Regions from separate parts of the Oryctolagus cuniculus genome. Here region 1 is linked to region 2. The links are chromatin contacts, called in public Micro-C maps. All regions are on one chromosome and are shown on one strand. Each heading gives the region's core, a stretch centred on a gene start, on an enhancer-like site or on the middle of the called end of the contact. The rest is flanking DNA. Distances are from core to core; before and after follow the strand shown. Region 1 holds the start of RASSF8 (Ras association domain family member 8). Region 2 holds the start of ETFRF1 (electron transfer flavoprotein regulatory factor 1).

The links. A called contact is a pair of places that touch in the nucleus more often than the background predicts.
Region 1: a Micro-C map of ear pinna shows a contact between it and region 2, with 8 times the contacts expected there. The contact joins the promoter of RASSF8 here to the promoter of ETFRF1 in region 2. A contact is called at or near these places in 2 of 6 Hi-C or Micro-C datasets (ear pinna and an unstated tissue).

Annotation. Positions count from the first base shown.
Region 1 is chr9:123,210,334-123,213,033 of mOryCun1.1, reverse strand. RASSF8 (Ras association domain family member 8) reads right to left here and starts at 1,295. Exons shown (of 5, transcript XM_051850353.2): 1 at 1,157-1,295. It overlaps LOC138843660 (serine/arginine repetitive matrix protein 1-like), which reads left to right. Exons shown (of 8, transcript XM_070048360.1): 3 at 1-2,117. The coding sequence ends at 702.
Region 2 is chr9:122,501,591-122,504,290 of mOryCun1.1, reverse strand. ETFRF1 (electron transfer flavoprotein regulatory factor 1) reads right to left here and starts at 1,328. Exons shown (of 3, transcript XM_002712703.5): 1 at 1,283-1,328. DNAI7 (dynein axonemal intermediate chain 7) reads left to right here and starts at 1,561. Exons shown (of 19, transcript XR_011379032.1): 1 at 1,561-1,667. It overlaps KRAS (KRAS proto-oncogene, GTPase), which reads left to right. Exons shown (of 6, transcript XM_070049515.1): 6 at 1-1,403. It also overlaps the pseudogene LOC138843732.

The DNA of each region.
Region 1 (2,700 bases), core at 46-2,545, 710 kb before region 2:
TCACTCGCGCCGACCTCTCCGCCTGCGACCCCCCAGCAAAGTTTCCAGCCCACAAAGCCAGCTCGAGTCCGGGTCCCCTCCTCCCGATTCCCCCTGCCCAGGGGCGCCGGGGTGGGGGTGGGGGCGCAATCCAAGCCCCACACCCTCCACGCCCCATCCCGCCCGAGAACGCAGCTCCCCCTAAGCCGCCAGCCCGCAAGCGAGCTGGATTTCCACCCAGAGCAAAGGAAAAAAAAAAAAAAAAAGCCAGACAGACATTTCCCTTCGCAACAAAAGTGGCCTCCAAAGTCCCCTTGCCAAGGACACCGAGAGGAAGGCGCCGAGCAACCAGAGACTCGCACTTGTGGAGGAGGCGCACACGGGCGACGCCAGGCAAAAGGTGACCGCCGAGCGGGGCTTGGGGGGCGGCGCGGGCGCCCCGCGGCTCCCCGAGGCCGGCGAGGCTCGCAGGGAGGCTGCCCGGGGCCGCGGCCGCCGCCGCCGCCGCCGCAGAAAGTTAATACTCACTCAGTTTCGCAACTGCGCCGCCCCCGCAGGCCCCCGGCGGGCCCGGCCCGGGCGCTGGGGACGCGGCGGCGGCGCCCGGAGCCCGTCCCCGGGCTGCGCGCTCCGCGCCGGCCGGAGGCCCCGGCTCCGCGGCGTCCTCTCTCTCTCTCTCCCTCAGTGTCTCTCTCGGAAGGCGTCCTGCCGGGCCGGCGCTAGCTGAGCCTCGGCCGCCGGGGCTCGAGCGCGCGGGCAGCGGCCGAGCCGCCGCGGACCGGCCGGCGAGGCTCGGCGAGGCGGGCGCTGCGCGGGGAGCCGGACGGAGCGCGGGCGGCCGAGGCGCGGGCGGCTCGCTCCCGCGGCCGGTGCCTCCGGGCTGGGGGCCGGGCTGGGGGCCGGGCCAGGCCGGGCCGGGCCGGGCGGCTCCGCCCCTCGGCCGGGCCGCGGGCTGAGCGCGCGAGAGGCGCCCCCCTCGGCCGCGCTCGGGTCGCCGCGGCCGCCGCGGGTCTCGCGGGCCCGCGGCGCGGGGAGCGAGCCGGTAACGGAACTGGGACGCGGCGCTGCATTGTGGGAGCTCCGAGGGCCCCGGGGGCCAGCGCTCGGCCGGCCACGGCGGCGCGCCCCCTGCGCCGGGGCCGAGCGGACGTGGCGGGAGGGCGCGCGCTGCACTGACCGTGGCCGGAGCCCAGCCTCCGCGGCGGCGGCCCGGGGCCGGGACTCGCTCGAGCTGCCCTCTGCGGGTTCCCCGGGAAGCCGGCGGCTCGTTCCGCGGCCGAGGGAGAAGAAACGAGAGCGAGGGCGCGCGCCCTTCCATCTCCGCCCCGGACTGGGTTTGCGCTGCGGTGCACGCCGAGTGGCTGTGATTGCGCGGCCCCCTGCGCAGCAGGCGGTGACAGAGGCCGGGCGGGGGTGGACACACACACACACACACACGCACGCACACGCATGAATCAGCTGTGAGTAACAGAAGTTTAGAACGAGCCGGGCCGGGCTTGGCTTGGCTTCAGACGGAAATCGGTGCTTGAGTGTGGCCCCGCAGGTCCGTGCGTCAGCTTCACTAGTCCGCTGCATGCTTTGGGGACAGCACGCGACGCGTGCTGCCGCTGGCCGGCTCGCAGCCTTGGGTATGGGCTTGGACGCCCGCGCGCCCGCCGGCCCGCCGCAGCAGCGGCCGTTCAATCGGCTGGGGTTGGGGTTGGGGTTGGGAGTGCCGCGCGTGGGGGAGCTGCGAGACGCGGCCCCGGCCCCCTTAATTCTCCAGGCACTGATTCTTCTCCCAGACACGGATGGCAGACTTGCACAGCTCACTGCAGCGCGCGTCCGCCTCAGGACCTGGGGTGTGTTTTTGTTTTAATTTTTTTTTTTTTCTTTTTGACCCTGGGTTTGGTTCTCTGGGTTTTTGACGTTTCCTGATTCCACAGCCCATTGATTTCCTCCACCTCGCAGGTGCGCCGGGGAGGGCGGGCTGGTAAGACCTGAATGTTGGCGGATCCACGTTTGGCGGATCTGGGGAGAGGAGAGCTTTGTGGCCCCAGTGTGCACCCTAAGGCGACGCCACGCGAAGGGGCTCTGTGGGCCACGGGGTGGCCTTTGACCCCGGGTGACTCTTGTCAAAGGAGTTGTTTAGCCCTCAGGTGAGCCTGTCCTGGCCTCTCACTCCCTTGCCGACTCTTCCCTCCACTGCACACCGATTGCCCAATTGGATGGAAAAATTCGGTCCCCATCTTGCTGTGGCCCCTGGCGGCCTGTGGCCGTGCTGACTGGCTGTTCCTCCTTGGAACTGCCTTCTTGGGCTGGGCAGCCCTTGTGGTGAACGGTCTCCCAGGGGGGGGGGGTGTGGGGGGCGGTGGGTGGCAGACAGCACTGTGGCTGCTATCGGACCAAGATGTATGATCTCCAGGAGCAGCTGGGCCTTAATCGAGTTTCTGTTGATCCCTGGGTTTCGTCACACAGCCAGAGGTGGACGGGTTGATGGAGGCAGGCACCCATCTGCCGCGTGACCGGCATTTAAATCCGGGTAAATTTATGATGCCTGGCTAGCCACGCCCACTCGCAGAGAAGCGCTTGCAGGCACCGATGACCACTCCACAGCACGGTGGACCTCACTGGCAGCTGTCGAAGTCTGGGAATTGGCTTCGGTGGAGGCTGGACAGACCACCTGCCCCAGCCTCTCTGGTGTGTTCTGTTGTGAGCGGTGCACAGCTTGCTTGACGCTCC
Region 2 (2,700 bases), core at 79-2,578:
CAGAGTTGTCACTTCACTAGTGGTTATTCCCCGTGAAGTTCAATGATAACTGAGGCTGAAGGCAACTGGCCGGGTGAGCTATGCCGGTACCACGTTATTCTCACTGCTTGGCTTCAGCGAGCCCGGAAGACTGCACGCAGGCGCTTCCAGAGAGTACGTAGCGGAGGTGAGTGGCAGCCGGTTCGGTGGTGACACGCGGGAGTCGCAAGGAGATGGGGATGTGCTTTTAGAAGGGGCAGACACGAATCTGTCCGAAGGTGAGGAAGACAGGACAGGCACGGGGTGGCCTTGGCAGTTCGGCAGCCCGTCCAGGTGCCTGAGGAAAACGAAGCTGTGACTCCTCGAACACGGGCTCGCCCCCGGAATCCAGCACCCCACCGCAGTGCCTCCTCCCGGGCAGGGAGGCGGGTTTCAGAGTCTCTCCTGGAGTCCCAGCAGTCTAAGGTAACTGGGGGTCACCCTGGCGCCTCCTTATTCCCACCGATCCATCCTACTGTGGCAGGCTTGCATTCTGCACTGTTAGATTAATTCAAAACCAAGCAGACAGACTTCCAGACCAAGTAGCCACGGGAGACTACATTAGAACTAAAAGTCCCAGTAAGGTGCTTGCATCTTGCTCCCAGGACCGGGGGAGCGGTGTCCCGTGACACTGTCCCTGTTTCCTCCCGCCAAGGGCAGGGCTGAGAGAGGTTGCAGGGTCAGGGAGAGGGAGCCCAGCGTGGCGTCACCGCATCTGGTTTTCCCGGGGTGTAGAGAGCCAGGCAGGAGGCGGCAGGTGCGAAGGTCGTGCCGCCGGTGGGCACAGCGGCCTGCGACCTTGCGCTCTCGCTGGGCCTGGCGATCTTCCTCTGTAGGCCACGGCTTGCCCCAGAATTGCTCCGGGCTGCCCTTCGGGAACAGGGCGTCTACTTCGCCCGGAAAGTAAACAGAACCCCGAGCGCAGAGGAGGCCGAAGGTCACCCATCTCAAAGTCAACAGCCCTTCTAGAGCCAATTCAGCTACCTCTTCATCTCCCTGGCCAAACCAGGAGCCCCGTGCCCCTCCTGCCCCGGCCGTGGGCAGCCCCCCAGGGTGCCAGTCGCTGGATCCAATCGCAAACCCTCCCCCGGGAAGACCCGCCCCAACACCCGCTCGGGAAACAGTGAGCACGACGGGCTGTCAGCGTCGGGGGACGCTGGGACACCCTGCCCACAGCCGCCGGGCCGCGCCCAGAGCACACCGCCACCTCCAAGCCCCGGGATCCGGAAAACGCCGCACCGCCCGGGCGCCGCCACTCACGCACTTTCCGGCACGCCACAGCCGTAAACGCCGCCGACCACTTCCACGGCTCCGTCAGTCAACCGCGAGAGCGGGGCGGGGCGCGGTAAGGGGGCGGATCCAGCCGTCACCAAAAGGGGAGGAGCGCCAGCCGGAAGGACCCCAGCGCGACTGCGCAGGGCGCTGCGCGCGCGCCGGCCTTGGAGCCCCCCGAGTGGGCGGGGCCTGTCGTCGTGACAACCGGGCAGCGTTTGTCCACACAACCTCCTTCGCTGACCGCGGACCGAGGACGCTGGCCACCGCCTCCTCATGGTGAGTTGGGACAATGAGGGATACGGGTGAGGGGGCGAGCCCTGATTCTGCTTGTCCGGGGTGAAATGGTGTCCCAAGAGCCCAAGGGAGCGGATAAGGTGAGGCGAGAACGCGTCCTCCCGGGGTGGTGACCGCCGACCTGTCTGGCCCCTGGGGGGAGTCCGAGTTAGCGTCTGCACACGGGAGACGGCCGGAGCGGCCACTCGGCGCCCCAGTGTCGCACACGGGTCAGCGTGAGCGTTGGCCGCAGCCTGGCCACCTGCAGCCCCAGTTGGCGGGGTTGTTCTCCTGCCGCCTCAGTCGTTCGTTGAGCTGGTGCGATGTACTCTCATGTGGCTTTCTGTGGGAGTCTGTATGGGCTCTTGGTGATTCCAGACACTCAGCTCGCGTTAATTATGCTGAGGCTTCTTTCTTGGTTTAATGCGCTCCTCCCCCAGGGCTCTCTCCGGCTGATAGGCAGCCGTGAGACTCTCTTCTTCCCCACGGTTGTCAATGTCGTTTCCGCCAAGACATCGCCTATGGTTAAAGCCGGAGCAGGTGGAGGGTGTAATTACGGCGTGAGTTATTTCATTCATTCATTAAGGGAACACATGAAGTGTGTTGTGTTTGCTTGGCGCTGGGCTGCAAGCCAAGAATGCACGGATGGATGTGACAACCTGGCTGTGGGAGACAGATGAAACAAAGTATCTGCGAGGCGGCTTTATAACCGTCTCAGTCGGAAGCATCTAAAATGGGGTAACACACAGTTGGAAGGGAAATGGGTGCATGGGAGGCAGACAGAGGAAGGAAGGAGTGGTGGCTTTGAACCCAGTGTAAATGGTGGAAAGAAAGAGTGGGGCGCCTGCACGCCGCGGCCTACTGGGGCCAGGTGCACCTGGTGGAGCTGCTTGTGGCGCACGGGGCCGACCTGAATGCGAAGTCCCTGCTGGATGAGACGCCCCTGGACGTGTGCGGCGACGAGGAGGTGCGGGCCAAGCTGCTGGAGCTGAAGCACAAGCACGACGCCCTCCTGCACTCCCAGGGCCGCCAGCGCTCCCTGCTGCGCCGGCGCACGTCCAGCGCAGGCAGCCGCGGGAAGGTGGTGAGGAGGGTGAGCCTCACGCAGCGCACCGACATGTACCGCAAGGAGCA